Linked DNA regions of Zea mays: regions 1, 2, 4 and 5 are each linked to region 3. A link is a contact called in public Hi-C data. All regions are on one chromosome and are shown on one strand. Each heading gives the region's core, a stretch centred on a gene start, on an enhancer-like site or on the middle of the called end of the contact. The rest is flanking DNA. Distances are from core to core; before and after follow the strand shown.

The links. Hi-C and Micro-C count contacts between places; a contact is called where the count stands out from the background.
Region 1: a Hi-C map of endosperm shows a contact between it and region 3, with 3 times the contacts expected there. The contact joins the promoter of LOC103638467 here to the promoter of LOC100273471 in region 3. A contact is called at or near these places in 6 of 25 Hi-C or Micro-C datasets (bundle sheath, ear, endosperm and 2 more).
Region 2: a Hi-C map of leaf shows a contact between it and region 3, with 2.2 times the contacts expected there. The contact joins the enhancer-like site here to the promoter of LOC100273471 in region 3. A contact is called at or near these places in 4 of 25 Hi-C or Micro-C datasets (ear, leaf and tassel).
Region 4: a Hi-C map of tassel shows a contact between it and region 3, with 2.9 times the contacts expected there. The contact joins the enhancer-like site here to the promoter of LOC100273471 in region 3. A contact is called at or near these places in 2 of 25 Hi-C or Micro-C datasets (ear and tassel).
Region 5: a contact with region 3 is called in a Hi-C map of tassel, with 6 times the contacts expected there. The contact joins the promoter of LOC100276129 here to the promoter of LOC100273471 in region 3. A contact is called at or near these places in 2 of 25 Hi-C or Micro-C datasets (ear and tassel).

What each region holds. Positions count from the first base shown.
Region 1 is chr9:73,418,825-73,422,304 of Zm-B73-REFERENCE-NAM-5.0, forward strand. It overlaps LOC103638467 (probable phospholipid-transporting ATPase 4), which reads right to left and starts at 1,500. Exons shown (of 11, transcript XM_008661370.3): 1 at 1,226-1,500; 2 at 1-849. The coding sequence starts at 739.
Region 2 is chr9:72,832,984-72,836,461 of Zm-B73-REFERENCE-NAM-5.0, forward strand. No RefSeq gene overlaps it. Among protein-coding and RNA genes, the nearest start is that of LOC109942545, 49 kb to the left of the region's middle. Within about 2 kb of position 1,553, at least 19 of the 20 cell types and tissues checked have an H3K27ac peak or open chromatin away from gene starts, as enhancers often do. A contact at or near this core is called in ear, leaf and tassel, where this site is marked.
Region 3 is chr9:73,099,977-73,103,188 of Zm-B73-REFERENCE-NAM-5.0, forward strand. LOC100273471 (RNA-binding (RRM/RBD/RNP motifs) family protein) reads right to left here and starts at 1,881. Exons shown (of 5, transcript NM_001147908.1): 1 at 1,382-1,881. The coding sequence starts at 1,659.
Region 4 is chr9:73,547,652-73,551,071 of Zm-B73-REFERENCE-NAM-5.0, forward strand. No RefSeq gene overlaps it. Among protein-coding and RNA genes, the nearest start is that of LOC100279490, 65 kb to the right of the region's middle. Within about 2 kb of position 1,325, at least 15 of the 20 cell types and tissues checked have an H3K27ac peak or open chromatin away from gene starts, as enhancers often do. A contact at or near this core is called in ear and tassel, where this site is marked.
Region 5 is chr9:72,649,396-72,652,727 of Zm-B73-REFERENCE-NAM-5.0, forward strand. It overlaps LOC100276129, which reads right to left and starts at 1,677. Exons shown (of 4, transcript NM_001367839.1): 1 at 1,518-1,677; 2 at 1,332-1,432. The coding sequence starts at 1,520.

The DNA of each region.
Region 1 (3,480 bases), core at 250-2,749, 320 kb after region 3:
ATGTGTACAAGCTCGGGTTGGGATCCTCACAGCGTATCACTGCCTGGAAATCTTTAAAGGACTCGTCTTCTTCCAACGGCAGCGTAACCTCAAGTGACCTCTTCACCTTAAGGTTTGTCTCGCCATCGAGGTTCATTGTCTCGACATAGCAAATGCCATCCTCATAGCTTGAGGACAGTAGCAGTAAATCAGCAGGGAAGAACTGGTCCTTCTCAACCCTGACCACATCGCCTACGCAAAGGTCCTCCCAGTGCCGGTAGTCGAATTCGCCATCACTCTTGTGCACGCTGACATTGCGGTTGTTCACCTTCATGTCCTGCATGAAGCGGCGCCAGTCCTCCAACCCCTCCTTCATCATGCTGAGGCCAACGACAAATGCCAGCGGAGCAATCATGCTGACGGCAGAGAAGGGGCACACCGGGGTGAGAGAGAGGATGGCGGTGAGGAGGAAGTAGAGGTTGGCAACGCGTCGGAACTGCTCGAAGATGGCCTTGGGGAAGAAGGTGACGACGTTGTACTTGGTGGTGGTGATGTAGTTGGTGATGTACTTGAGCGGCTTCTGCAGGGCGGCGTTGTTGCAGTACACGACGCGCGAGAAGCCCGGCCCGCCGACGGCGCCAGCCCCGTCGGAGGAGGGGCCCGCATCGCCGGCGTGCTCGTGCTGGGCGCGAAAGCAGGAGAAGGTGTAGAGATTGCTCCACCGCATGCGGTCCCGCCTGCGGCGGCCGGAACGGCCCATCTCGGCGCCCGGTGTCCGTTAGCGCCCGATTTCCAGCTAGGCAGGTGCCGGCATTGCAGCCCCTCGATGGAATCTAGGATGGGATTCCTATACCGCGGGGCGAATTGGACCTGCAACTTCGGGACTCAGTTCGTGATCTCGTCAGCGAATAAAAAAACAGAAACAAAAAGAAACAAAGAAATGAAAGACCAAGAAATCAAACAAGAGGAAGTTGCAGACATGGAAATCTCACGCCATGGAAACCTGGAATCCGCTAAAACAACGCACAAATTATAACCGCGTGTATTGCAGACACATTACCTCCTAATTCACCCGTGGAAAGAGAAAACAGCGCAAACCGAATGAGCTGCCCAAAAAACCTCCGCAACGGGTGCAAACGAGGAGCACAAAAAAACGACGGGGGCGAGGAAAACTCGCAGGACCAGGAACCGAGGCGCCAGCATCCAGCTGGGGAGATTGAGACGAGGGAAGGCGGGGTGCACCAACCCGGGTGGCGAGGCTGAGAGAGGTGCGAAGAGAAGGGCCGAGGCAGCGAGTCCAGCGAACAGGCGGGGTGTCGATTCCAGCGCGGGGATTCGCCCGCGGCGGCCGGCGACGCTTGGGTGGGTGGTGGTACCTGGTACGGGGGTGGGGTGGGGTGGGGCGGAGCGAGAAGGGTGGGGAGGGGGAAGGAACGAGGTGGGGAGCGACTAGCGAGGCCGCGAGGTGGAGGTGGTGAGACGAGGAGAGAGAGAGAGGAATTAATCGATTAATTAAGTCCGATAATATTAATCCGCCATTTATATCTATATCAACCGTGATCGCTCGTCGAGGTTCCCCACGCTGTACATCAATTCGGCAAAATATTTTTCATTCCCCCTTTCGACTTTCGTTTAGCTTATTACTTGTATTTTTAGCTAAGTAAAGTGTATATAATTTGTTTTTCGTAGCATGACCATACGTAAATAAAGTTAACTTGGATATTTGAGCTGCAAGATGTATATATAGGCGCTCGTCGCTTTGCGCGTCGCGTACGTGCTCGTGCGATCGTGCCCAACAACCACCGAGTCGTGGGTTGGCAAAGCTTGTTACTATTCTCCCCTTTTTAAGTCGAGAAAAGAAAAAAAAGGAAAACGGTTGGCTCCGTGCAACACCGGCGGTGGTGTGGTCGAGCCGTATGCGGAAACGGAGGCGGCGTAGCTGCGGACATGGCAATTGGCAACCGCCGGCAGAGACTGCTCGTGTGTTGTGACCGGTTAATAATTAATATTCTCTCCGTTAACTTTTTAAAATATAATTAATCACTCGTCTTATTAAAAAAACTAGGTCAGTGCCCGTGCGTTGCAACGGAGACATATAATATCTTGATACCTTATATATGCATATATGTGTTATATAATTATGAGATAGAGAATGACATATGTGAGATGTCCGGGATGACACCGAAGAGAAACTCGGACCTGTGACGCACGGCCATTCACCTAGTAAAATATGAAGCCAGAACAGAAACCAGTTCCGGGAAGCCCTGACAAAGGGACCCTAAGAAATCACACGAAGATTTTGCACAGAATCAGATAGTTTAAAACAAGTATTAAATCAATCTGCAATGTGATAAACAGTCCAAGGAACTTCTATTGGTAAGAGGGGTTTGGACGTTTGGTACAATGGAAATTACACAACAATCTCTCTGCTTGCCACAAAATATAAATGTACATGATTTCAAAAGACCTATACAAAGAGACTGAGGGAAAAATGATGCTTTCATGCCCACCTCAACTCTCATGGAAGGAAAAGGAAAAAGTGGAACACTTGGGACATATATATTTACACGATAGAGAGATGGGGATGATGCCTGGACAATGGTACATCTTAAAAAGAATAAACTACCTAAATTCTTTCATTCCTTTTAAGAAAAATAATAACAATGCACTATCTACCAGCCTGGTGAGCAAGCTTCAATAAATGAACAGAATGGTACACTTCCCTACACAAGTCTTCTAACAGTGCGTGTGACTCAGCCCATCATCATATTCGTATACCGCAAAGAGAATGCTGAATTGTTGATGGTTGACAAACAATCTCATGCACATTGATGGTCCCTCCTTGCAATGGTCTTTAAGAGTTAATATGCTTTGAAATGAGGTCTGGACTGCCATCATGTAGACTTCTCCCTTATTTTCCCCCCTTTTGCAAGTGCAACCATCATGTGCCTTGAATTTACATGGTACACCCATCTTGGAATATCAGTACCAAAATGCCTCTCCTTGATTAACCCACTGCACAAAATCCTTAGATAATCCTTGAGCCTGGATCTCAGCAGCTTGATCATCCTGAAAGATCCAAATGAAATGATTTTGCTTATTCGTTGGGTGAAACTCTACTACAAATGGTCACCACAGCGATAATCATACAATCCAAAGTTCCAAACATCACAAAAAAATTTGGGGGAGAGAGGGGGTCTATTTGAAGAAAAAAAAAGTAGATGCTTTTCGATTACATGCTAGCAGGACCAAGAATGAAGACAAACATGCTGATTTTAGCAACCTGTTAGTGTTATACTTGCATTTAGCCAACATAACATATAAAAAAAATGGTATGCCAGAACCAAGTAGTTGATACTTCAGGTTTATTCAGGAAATTAGGCCCAAGAGGCTTGTAAGCTAGTAGCTAAGCTTAGAGCGAATTGGAGATGGGTGCAGATGTCTTATGAGTGCATAGACTTGTATTATAATTTAGAAAGGATGCATATATGGTGAATTTTT
Region 2 (3,478 bases), core at 303-2,802, 270 kb before region 3:
CCCTTGCTGTGCACCACCACGACGGCACGACGCCAACGCCACGTACCACTTGTCCGGCCGCCGGCCCGGCTATGGCTATGAGCTGAAATAGCCGTACCATCTCCGATCCTACACCTGTTACTCTGTTAGGTGTTGCAATGGCATTCTATAATTCTATTCCGGAGGCCCCGTTTGGCCGACCTCGGCCGAAAAAGCGCACCATAGAAAAGAGCTCAAAATCTATGATAGACTTTGATTTTTACATACGGTTTTAGTAATCAATCATCAGTGTTATTTTTAGTGCCTGTTTTATTAAAAAAACTGATTATAGAAATCATATTTCTGCATGTGATTTCTTAAGAAAACCGGTACTATAAATCTATAATTTCTATAGACGGTTTTATTAAGGAACCGCAACTACAAATCAATTTTTCTTAAGAAACGGTCATTAGAAATCATCTATATCCTGATTTTTTGAGTTTTTCAAATGACCTCGTATGAAGAACCAACATAAAATTTGTAGATCTCTAAAAGTTATGAAACTTTCTATTGGACACTTTTTTTATTTGAAATCATTTTAACTCTAAAAAATTGTATCTAAATTTGTCAAATTTAAAATACAAATTTTGCAAACGAACTCATATGAGAAAAATATCAAAATAAAAGTTATAAACTTTAAAAGTTATGAAACTTATAGTTGACAACTTTTTTATTTAAATTTATTTACAACCTCAAATAATCAATTTATACTCGGATATATACTTCGACGGAAACGGGCGAGTGAGACCTGGGTGAGGCCTCCTGTAATTTTTTTTTGCTATTTTAAAAACATATTTTATGTTTTTTGGAAAATATTTTACCACTGACGGTTTTATTACTTTGACCTACAGTGAAAATCTATTTCCACTGTCGGTTTTCTTATTTCAACCGCCATGGCAATTCTCAATTACCGTCTTTACAAATAATTTTTTCTACTAGCGTCTATCATAGCCAGTTCTGTAAAACGTCAGTATAAAATGGGTGAACAATAACTGCATCTACAGAGCTTCTATGTACTAGTGCCAGGCTGTGTTCTGGAACAACGATTATGTGCTGTGCATCGTCGATGGGCTTGTTTTTTTTTACTTTGATCTCTTCCACGTAGACTTCATGATTATATAACATAAGCATCTATTTATAGATTATGGATCATATAACCTTGAGGTAAACAAACATGGGCTTACCCATGGAGAATCCGGCATTATATTGCTGGTTACCAAGGGAGTTACGGTGATATTTATTCGGTCAAAATAAAAAGGTCGTCACGAAAAGGCATCACCTTATCAGAAATCCATCAGAAAGCAGCGTGTCCTAGTCAAAAAGAAAAGGAAAAAACAAATATCCTCGTCCTGTTCCATTTCGTTTCCGGCGACAGAATCCGATGCTGCAAGGTCGCATGTGCACCGCACACTAGTGGGCAAACACAAAGATCAGCGTCCACGTCTAACAAACGCACGCACGGCGACACAGACGCGAGAGTAGGACCATCCACCGTCCGCCCGCGAGGCAACAAAACAGCTGTCGTTCCGGGAGGAGGGAGGATGCAGGGACTGGTAGTAGTAGCCTATCTGTGCCCTGCGCTTCTTCTCACTTGCACAGGATGATGGGGTGGAGATTGAACGTTCACCTCTGGAAGTTGCCGGGAAACGAGCCAATGCTTGCAATTTTGTAAGGAGAGAGAGAGAGAGAGAGCTGGCCCGGGAAGATGAACAGCGCCAACCGATGGCAAACGCATTAGTACTATACTGCGAGCAGCATCGAACGTGGAGCTCGAGCATGAGGTGCTGGCAAAGATGGCAGATTTTTATACGGCCGTAGACGGAACGGGCGGAGCAGGTGCCGTGTCACCACCACTCAGCAGCGCGCAATGCGGCCCGTGGTGCCATGTGAGAGCGCGCCGCGGCGACGGCGATTAAAAGAAAGCAGGGCGATGGCGGGGGAGAGGCGGAAAGCGACCGAACACGACGGGGTCCAGGGCAGCAGGGGACAGCTCCAGCAGTAAGTAATAAACTGCCCCCGCGAGCGACCGCCGATTCCACCATCTCGATGCTTGGCCGTACGTACTCTATGCGCCTCACACAGGTTTCTAGAGGAATCTCCAAGGGATCAGCTTGTGCTCATGAGTGACTGCTGACTAGGCAGCAATCGCCCGTGCCTTATCTTAAAATCGCCAGTGGCGCTCCAACGCAATCGAACAGTGCCGTTCACGGAGAAAGAGCCAGAGAGAGGGGGCAGGGCTGATCAGCATTGCGTGATTGTTCCAGCTACGCACGCATTGCTCGTGATTGTTCGCTGCGGCATTCCTCTGTTCCCGCGACAGAGGAGACGCTAAAGAGAGGAGAACCGCTGCCTGTGACCATGTGCACCAGCAATCTAAACAAAGCCGTAAAGAACCGTGAAGCAGCAATGCTAGCAAAGAGAAGAGAGCCATAGATTTACAGCTACGGGTTTCCTTCTACTATCGATTCGCATATATTATGAATATATATGATGCGATGCAATGTGGCATACCACATTGCGCAAGGCAAGGTTCTCCTATCCCCCCCCAAAAAAAAACGCATAGTGTGGAGCTACGACATGCTCGCACCAGGAACCAGCAAACGGGAAAAACCAAAGCAGACGGCGAAGGAGGCAGGCAGGAATTACCATCTCCTCCTCCCCCACCCGATCTCCCTTCACTGCAGCTTCTCTTCGTCCATTTCAACCTCTCCTCACGGTGTCACCGACTCTTGCAGCATCTCGCTCCCTCCGCTGGGGCACACCTACACGCCCTGGGCCGCCGCCTGGCCGCGGCGGACCGTCTCCCTGTGGCGTATGAAGGAGTCGATGCGCTGCAGCTTCAGCTGGTGACGGAACTGGTTGATGAAGTCGTCCGCGCGCGCGTCCACCTCGCCGCCGCTGGCCTCCTCCTCCTCTGACTCGGACTCGGACTCCGACGACTCAGATGCCGGCTCCGGCTCCGCCACGGGGAGCCGCCGACCGCGGTTCTCCCTCGTCGTCGCGGGGCGCCGCGCCTCCACCGCGCGCACGGTCTCCTCCACCTCCTCGGCGCCGAAGTGCGCGAACGCCGACTTGTCGCTGGCGGACTTGTGCAGACGCGACGGGAGCAACGGCAGCTTCGCCTCTGCATCCGCCTCCGACCTGCTCCGCTCCATGTGCGCCGCGTGTTGGGGCTCGGGCTCGGGCTCAGGATCTACAGCGCCCTCGACGACGACAGGGCCCTCTTTCTCCATCTCCGCCGTGTGGGGCTGCTTGTTGTACCCCAGATCCACCACTCCTGTCTCGGCGGGCACGGGCTCGGCCGTGGCGAAGCGGCCGTTGAACGACTTGAGACGCTCGAACGCCATGGACGGCACGCGGGCCAGCCGCCGGTGCGGCTCCCATCCCGCGCCAGCAGCGGCGACTTCCTCCTCGTCGCCGCCGGTCGCCGAGGCGGCGGCCTTGGAGGTGACCGCGATGG
Region 3 (3,212 bases), core at 631-3,130:
TCTATATTCTAATGTTTCTTTTGTAGCTGCAGATACTTGGCACTACTAGATACTAAAATAAGTGTGAATGAACAACATGACTCGTAAAAGGTTCACATACAATTTTGGAGTAGATTTGGAGGATCATTAATGCGAAGGATTCATCTTGAAGACAACTATGGTTAGCTAGTTAGCTACAGTGCAGTACCATGTGAGATTGCGAACTAATAATGTGACATTAAGACCATGATGCTCCTATAATCCGTAAGTTAGGAACACAAGAAACTGACAAACAATTCTAGAACATCAATGCAAACACACACTTAATTGTCATTCGATTTCTCAAATAAAAGAACTCTATTTTTCCAGTTCACCCACATTGTCACTAAATTATTGAAATGAACTTCATTTACTGTTTTCTAGTTCACACATCTATGCACAATGAGTCACAATTATCAGTTCTAAGTTATCAAACAGATCAAAGCAGAACATCTCCTACCAATGCGCCAACTGAAGTCCAATCTGTATTGGTCAAATTATATACAGTTCCAGAATAATTGCATAAAATAAAGCATACTGATTAATAATTTATAGCATGTCTGGATGTATTGATATGATCATCATCGCAACACAATAAGTAGCTGATCAGCACAAAAAATAACGGAGCAGACAAACATGGAACAGCATCTCATAACCAGATTAGTAATTAGACAGATTATGTAGCAACAGTCATGAAAAAAAGAACTAAATGTTCAGAATTGCCATGTTTCTGAAATCCATTAAGTAGGCTGGCACAAATCACCAAACAGCAATGTTTTATAATAATAATTCAGAATACACCAACAAGAAAACAAAGTATAGGGTTGCTTCCATCAATATGATGGAGAGAGATATACAAAATATAAGATTGGTTCCATCATCAATATAATGGAGGCAGCAGTAGCTCCCAACTCTAAGCTTTTACCACATAAATTAGACTAGCTAAGGAAAATCGAAGTGCATCAGTGACTCATCCAAGATCCAACTCAATGCAGAAATTGATCAGTAACTCACAAAAACAGAAACAGCTATATCTTTTGCAGCGCAACATGTTGCAACGTATTTTTCTTTTATGCTAACAGAACACAGCTAAGAACTAATTCTCATTTGTACTGTGTTGTTTTCCCAGAATATATTGTGTTTTGCTACAACACTTCACGTGATATAAACCAAAATAGATTCATAGTTAGATTCAAAAGAATTGCTCGCTACCTTCAGTTGTCTCCCAGGCTACACCCCCTACGAAAACCTTCCTGCAAAAGCACATATGAGGATGCACCAAACCAGAGCTATCAGCCACGCCTAATCCAATCCAACAGACCGGACTATATGAAGAAAAAAAACTACATAGCAAGCAACTCACCCCGAAGCGTCACCGCCGCTAGAATCTGCATCCCTCTCATCCTCGCCTCCGGCATCAACATTCCCAACGGCCTCCGCTAGGCCCCGGCCTCCATCGACACTTCTCGTCTCGGCCGCCATCGCTGCTGCCTCGGCGGCTGCCCCCTCGTCTCCTTCCCCCTCCCCGTCCCCCTCCTCCTCCTCTTCGTACACCTCCTCGACTTCTTCAACTTCTTCTTCCTCCTCTTCCTCCTCGTACCCGTTCATGGCGTTCTGGTTCTCTTCCCCGTACCCCGCCATGCCGCGTGCCGCGACCCGAAGCTGAGCTCGGAGATAAGCTAAACCCTAGCTCCCAATCGGAGCGGGAAGCGAAGCGTAGCAGGTAGATTAGTGAATGACGGCCTCTGTGGGAGGGCGCAGTAAGGACTAGGTTTCGCGGCTGTCGGAGCAAACCCTAGCGGCGCCGCTTCGGGTGTGAGTTGAACTGCTTGGTTGCGGGAGAGAGAGAGACGGAGATGGCGGCGAGGGGTGGAATTGGAGCCGGTAGAAGCTCAAAGAATGTGGCTTTGGTGTGGCTCGGCTGGGTTCATACGACACGTTGGGTTCGCTGGCCCCGTTGGATGCGCGAGGCGATTCGTGCGATTGAGCGAGATGCTGCGGGCTGGTTTGCTTGGAGGAATTGCCTGCCAGATCACAACGGACACATTTTACCCGCGTGTTCGCGGCTAAAGGGCGTAAGTTTAGATGTAATTTTGTACCGTAGTATATATACAGGTTTGATTTTTAACTTTTTTATATGGTAGAGACTTTATAAAACTACCTTTAAAATTTCACCACTTATGCATAATCATAACTTATTATTACATAAAGCGAGAAGGGGAAGGATGAGGAATGGTGACGCATAACGACGGTGGAATCGTAGAAATTGTTTCTTTCTTAAAACCAACCTTAAAATTTCTAATTAAAATAAAATTCTACAAGATGATGTTTATTTTTTAAAATGTGCTTATAAATTATTAGCTAAAAATATTTTAATTGAAATTTCCTTTCTTAGAAATTCTAAATATGACCAATAGCTACATATCTTGTTCTCATAGAAGTCAAAAGATTTATATTGATCAAATATATAACAAAAGGTACTAATAATTACTATACATAACAAGTAATAACAAGTATTTGTATATATTTTTCATAAACTTATTTTTGTCACCAAGATATTGATACCTCTCTATTTCAAATTATAAGATGTTTTGGTTTTTCTACATACATAGATTTTATTATGCATTTAGATATGCATTATATTTGGATACATAATAAGAGTAACATATCTAAAATGTTAAACCTATTATAATTTAGAACCGTTGGAACACTATTTTTTATTAGTTGTTTTATCGAGAAGTGATATGTACACTTATTTAGCGATTGTGGAGTACTCATCTAACAAGCATAATAAAGGCATGTTTGTAGGGTTTATAGATTCTTGATAGACATTCTATATTTAGGCTCACTTCTTTAAAAAAACTTCTCTAAGGCTATGATCAGCAGATCATGCATATAGCCATGTAAAACATTGTTTTTCACTATAGATTGCACTGTTTAAAGAGTGAAATTTGAAATGAGAGATGAGGATGAGAGAAAGAACACAATGTACATGGTAATTTGTTTATCGAGGTTCAATTTCACAACGAAACATACGTCTCTGTTAAGGATTCCCGAAGGACCGGGTCACTTTCAACACTTTTCTCACTCAAGTGATCACCAAGATCAAACTTTATGAAAGGGAAATGTGCCCTTGAGCTATTTCTAAGTGTTTTGGTGATTTCTACTCAACATACCACTATGAACTAACACTC
Region 4 (3,420 bases), core at 75-2,574, 450 kb after region 3:
AGAAAGTGCATGACCATGCCAGTGCGATTAAAGACATTCATTGACGTGACTAAGGAGTTGGTGACAAGTTGTAATCCACTACAAGATCAAGTGAAGTGTTGAGCTATTACAAGGGTGGCATAAATCTCGTCTTAATTTTGACGAATATCATGTGGCAAAACGATTAAGACATGTGTATGTCAAGGTTCAACTGATATGGTATTTTATATGTACACAAGATTCAATATGTGTTGCTAGGCATCACCTATGACTAATGGCTCAAAAATGGTTTTTGATCATAGCCTTCTACACATGAACCTAACGAGTCACACACTTAAGGAGTTGTAACAGTTACATAGATGATTAACTCTGGTGCAAGTGAAAGATTATAGAATACTATATCCACGTAACAATCTTCTTCCTTTGGCTATAAAGGGACGGGGGACACAGAAACATAGCCACCCGTAACTGGACGTAGGGTATTATTTCATTTTGAGTCTGATCCGATATAAATCTTGTATCTTTCTGCCCTTGCCTTCGAAACTAGATCTGTGTGAATGCCTATCTCTAATTCCATAAACACTATCGAGATTTCCTCGACAAATTTAAATGAATTAATGTAATTTTTAACATAGAGAATTCAAATGAATTGATGCACTTTTAAACGGAGGGATGTGGTGCTACCCATAGAAATAGAAACAGGGATGCATCACATTAGATGACTATGGTATTGTTTGGTTCCGAAGTATAGTGGGACGGAACCGGTCCGCTCTTAATTTGTTGTTGCTTGAATTGAATTCATGTAGGACAAAGTAACTCTAAAAAACAAAAATTATGCTCAAATGTCGAATCATCCAGTTCCATAAAATCTTATGAACGGAGCCACTCTTCGAATTGGAGCCCCTCCATACCAACTAGCTCTGGAACCAAACACTAACTAAACAAACCTAAAACCTAGTACTACCTTCGTTCACAAATATATGACACCGTTAACTTTTTTTAAAACTTTAACCACTCGTCTTATTCAAAATATTTATTAAAAAATATAAAATTTTAAGTTAAACATAAACTATCTTAAGTGATAAAATAAATCATAAAAAAATAAATGATAATTTATTATTTTTTTAAATAAGACGAATGATTAAAGTTTTTTTTAGAACAAGCAATACTCAAGTGACGAGAAGGCAGCTCAAGCAAGAAGAGCGATCGTAGTGAACTGCCGTGCCGAGCTTTTTTCCCCTTCCTTCTCCGGGGCCGATCGCACACGCGCTGACAGCCTGACACACACGTGACCCTGCTACGTCACCATCACCTTTTGCTCGGCTAGCGCGACAGGGGTAGTTGGCATGCTGCACTGCTGCTTGTGGCAGCCGGCCGGCGCAGGATAGTTACGCTCACTAAACCCTCCACTCCGTGTTCTGGTTCTGGGTGCCAAATGCCAAATGATGGCTGCTTCCATTAGTGATGATAATGATTCTTTTTGGACTGCTGCTTCATACTTCAGGTCCGGTCCAACAGCGGCATCCGTGTCCAATGGTTTTTGGACTGGTTCGTTGAGGCCACGGTGGTGTGGTGGTGCTTCATACTCTCTGAACACAAAAACAGAGAGGCCCTATCTGGTACGGTACTTATGTTATGTTGCAGTTCTCCCTTCGTTTTGACCAAAACCGGCTACACTTACTTTACAAGACAACACTTTTGTGCTGCCTTTTGACATACCCTCTCCTTCCGAATGCATCCAAGTGCAATGCCATTCTTGCGTCCATGCTACTGTATACATCATGGTGGATGCGCCAGGATGGCTCCTTTCTTGCTTGTCGGTGAAGTTGTGTGCAACCTCCATACGTACTCCGGCGTAAGGGCTATCTACTCATCTGTGTTGGTGTAAAACACTGTTTATATAGTAGAATATATAATTTATAAAGCAGAGATTAAACTAAAAGATGAGATAAATGTTAAACACTAAATTTGCTACCTGTACGTAGTGATGGCAATGGGTATATTTTACACGCGTGCCCGCGGGTAAAAACCCTATAGGTTGCGATTTTGGGTGTGAGTTTGTACACGCACTTACGTATGTGGGTTTGATTCTCAATCCAACGATTTTTTTTCTCATGAGTGTGAAAGTGTTGTACCCGTGCCCGCAAACACGTGTACCTGCAATGGATATATACGTTTGTGTGTGCATACACATTTCTATAGATGTGTGTGTATATATATAATATGTGTGCACATATTGTATATATATATATATATATATATATATATATATATACATATTTGTATATGTATACTTATTTGTGTGTGTATGTATGTATATATGTATGTATGTATGTATGTATGTTGGGTGGGGTGCTCACATGTATACCCGCGAGTAGCGGTTATGGGTAGCATATTGTACCGTCGCTGGTAACGAGTACGGGTTTGTAAATGTTCTACCCGCGGGTTTCAAACCTGTTGCCATCCCTACCTAGATGGTTGGACGATTCGGTCATTTGGCTCGGACGGTCCATGATTAGAGTGATTAGATTAATTTAGGCTGGAGTTATATCATGCATGGTTAATCTAACAAAATCAAGAGAAACTATTGGATCTCGCCTAGGATTGGGTCTAGACCTCCACCCTATATATATGAAGGGGTACGACTGATTGATAACACACACAATCCAATCGAGCCAATCTATCTACATTATCATGCCTTAGGAGTAGACGTAGCGTAGCTTTATTTGTAGCTTCCGAATCTCAATCTTCACCTACCTTCGGCTCTACGTCATCTAGAGCCGCTTTAGGTGGCCTGTCGACCCCAAAGTAACTCTATGATCCCTCCTCCTCAACGGGTCCCTCTCGAGCGATGAGATCTAGATTCTACGTGAAGCCCTTTACGCCAGAGCAGAGGTAGTGGTGCTAAATGAGGTCAACAATAGGAAAGCTGCCTAAGCTCTTTTTCGTCACTTACAAAGGTACGTAGTGGTGCTAAATCCTTGCAAAAGAAAGGAAAAAACTTACATGTGCCAAAATTTTATTGTATTAGAACAACTCCTAAAACCCCATATAGCAAACCATAAGGGCTTGTTCGTTTTGCTCCCAATCCATATGAATTGGGTGTGTTTGGATGAGTTTAAATTTCAAACAAGTCAAAAAACTTTCATAATTTTTTAGTCCCATCCAATTTACATGAGATAGGAATAACCGAACAAGTCTTAAAGTTGTTTTTGGGGGAAAAGCACATTTTGAATCCACCAATAGTTCCCCTTCTTCTTCTTCCCGTTAACTTCGCTTTGATTTATGTCCACCACTAAACAAATTGACTGTGTGTGCTACTTAGAACAATGTCAGGATTTCTTAGAGGGAAAATGGTCAATGGTAGTGCTGCATGGAATGAGCAGCACATTTCTGATGTATTTCTCCTAATCCTGTAAACTAAAGCAACGATGGGCATAT
Region 5 (3,332 bases), core at 427-2,926, 450 kb before region 3:
CGCCTAACACTGAGGAGTTCGATCTGATCTAGGTGGCGTGTCTCGGTCGACATTGGCGCCGACGATCCTTAGTTCGTTTTATAATTATTCTTTTATTTTGTAATAAGCCTTCCGCTATGTAATAAATACTCTGATGTTTTGTGACATTTATCTCTATACACTCTGTTATTATATATGTTGTCTTCTTTGGCGCATGTATGAGATGCACCTGGCTTTGTTCCTTAAATCCGGGTGTGACATCGAAACTGTAGGCACTTGAGCACAAATTGATGGAAATACATTGCGTTGAAATTGAAATGTAAATCAAGATCAAAATCAAAGCAGAAATGCACAACACATGATGGGTACGCCAGCATGTGATATTTGACCAAAGAAAACAAACATAAGATTAAATTTGGGAATTTAGACAAGCACAATAATATACAGGGAGATCCTCATGTAACTGAAAGTAACCATAAGATTAAATTAGGACTTTAAAAAAACAATATTACATGAGGAGAGCCTTCTTGTACTGAAAGTGCTGGATATTATCTTTATAGATTTCTTAGTACAACTGTTAGACTAGGAATGATAGTTCTGTTAGGCAATGAATTCACACACATAAAGGAAGAAACAAATAGTCAGTTGCATTCACAAAAAGTTTCTTCAAGAGTTGGTCAGGGTCAGCACCACAGACTCGGTTAATCAAGGTACCAGGCAGCAGTTTGTGTATGCATAGTCAGACAAGGTATGTGTGTTTTTCTCCAATAAATAGTTAATTCTACTAACAAAGTTATATGGTGCATGTTCTATTTCAGCAAACAACTTACCAACCCAGTATAAAAAGATTCAACAGGTCAAAAAGGAAATCCCTCTGAAACAAGCACCAGAGTTAAATGCTACTATACTCCAAAATGCCCATCAGGTTCCACTGGTTGCTGTTGCAACTTCAAAATCACCCCAAAATGCCACAGGCAAGAATGTTCTCATCAAACCTAAACCCACACTCCAATTCATGAAAACAGTAAGCACCAACCCCTGTGTGCCATCCAACATTACAGAAACACCCACGGCGACTAATAATAATCCATGACTGTCCCACCATGAATGGAGTTTTCCCCTAGCAGCATAGAAAATAGATGCTAAAACTCGACAGCTAAATACATCAGATGAGGGCAACAGATGAGATCTCCAATCGGAACGAGCGGGCAGGTCAATACACCCTACCAATAAACTCAGCAGACACGAGGCATGTGCGGGTAAACACATCAGATCAGGGCACCAGGCAAGTGAATGACTCGTCTGCCAAATCCGCAAGGTACAGTAACAGATGACGGACGAACAGGACTCACATGAAGAAGGAGGCGGTGAACATGAGGCCTACGGATACCATGACGACGGCCAGCGTCGGGTACCACTCCACCGGCACGGGGCTCGAGATTGCCTTCGCCGCCTGCGACACGAATCCCCTGGGTCAGCACAGCGGGCTCCCAAGCAGAACCCTGGATCTACGCAAGAGAAGGCAGTGGAGAGTTCACCATTCCGTGAGATCTGCTGCCGCTGTAGTCGCCGCCCGCTCCGCCTGCCTCGTCGCCCCCTTGTCGCCGCCGCGATGCACAAACAACTTTGTGACGACCAGAGCCAAATGGATCCGTCCGGGACGATCGCAAGTTTTAGTGGGCTTCGGATCCGAATAATGGGCTGCCGCATGGTTACGTCCCTGTTTGTTTTAGCTTTTTTTTGGGCTTCTGACCACCAAAAGCTGTTGCGGACTGCCAAACGCTCAGCTTTTCAGTCAGCTTCTATAAAATTCGTTTAGGTAAAAATCATTCAACATCAACATAAACATATAATCGGTTGAATCGTTGCAATAATAGGAATCTGTCACTTTCTAGATCCTGAGTCCTATGGACACATTTATCTTCTTCCGCACGTAATCCTAATGATACTCAGATTCTCTACACAGCTAGATTCTTCCCACAGCCAGATTCTCAGAAAAGTTGGTCAGAAAAAAGCTGAACCAAACAGACCCTACGGACAGGAAACAAAAACAACGGTTTGTTCCTTTTATGGGATAGCCCAACGGGCCAACGAGCCTCACAGACAGGCCTCTTGAGCAACTGGAGTATCAAAGACCCATTGACCGACAAAAAATGATCTATACAGATAGCTAGTGCTAGGACTTAGAGGGTGTTTGAATGTACTAGAACTAATAGTTAGTTGCTAAAATTAGCTGTCGGTGTTTTGGGTCCGACCGCACACCCGGGGTTGCCCCTCAAGATGTTTCTAGGAGTAGGACGCTGTCGACGACTGTAGCAAAATGGTTCGTGCCGATCGCACGAGGGACAGTGGACAAGATTTACAGGTTCGAGCCGCTTAGAGATGTGTAATACCCTACGTCCTGGTGAGTATGTGAGCGTGGTTACAAGAGGGCTCTCTGGATTGAAGACACAGAGAGTTGATGTGGGTGGCTAAGTAAGATAGGGTCGATCGTTCTAAAGGGGTGCCCCCTAGGCCTTATATACTCGACCGTGGGGCAGTACATGGGGATATGATAACAACAAGTAGCTAAAAGGTAGTGAACCTCTTGAGTTTATCCCTATGTAACCCTCGCCGACTTATCCTCGCATGGCTCCGTTGCATGGGGCTTCAGCGCGGGAAAGTCGGGTCTCTGTTGCGATTTACTCGCTCAACGTTGTGGGCCATCCGGGCTTGCACCAATCCGGTATCACGTCGCTCTGCCTTGTTGGTTGTTTCTTCCCAGGCCCACGAAGGAATGACCTCATGATTTATTGGGCCCTTAGGCCTTTCGTGAGGTCTTTTACTCCTTTAGTGGACCCGGGGGATATCTATCCCCCACAAGCCCCCGATCTTTGGGTTAATTTAGAAGTAATCAGCCCAAAGATCCCAGGTCCAACTTGCGGGTGTTTTGAAGAAGAACGTCTTCCTGCTGTCTTCTCTTGCTCCGATCACTCATTTGACCGAGGCTTGGTTTCATGCTTGTGCCTTGGAGGTCGGCATTTCAATTTTGTAGGATTCTGAACTTTATTGGGTGCACCGGAGGTGCACCCAATGGGTGTAGCCCCCGAGCTTTGAGTAGATTTTAGAAAACAATCTACTCAAAGGTCTTCCCCAGAAATTATCTCCATTTGTGCTCCTGCATCTTGGTTGAGGGTTGGTCTTTTAATCTTGTCCCTCGCCTTAGAAGTCGGCACTATCTCGGCTTGGAATGATAATCCATGGGGTGCATCGGAGGTGCACCCAATGGGTGTAGCCCCCGACCTTCAAATGGATTTTTTAAGGATAATTCATTCGAATGTCTTCCTTTCGTGCCTCTTTGCTGAAATTCATCC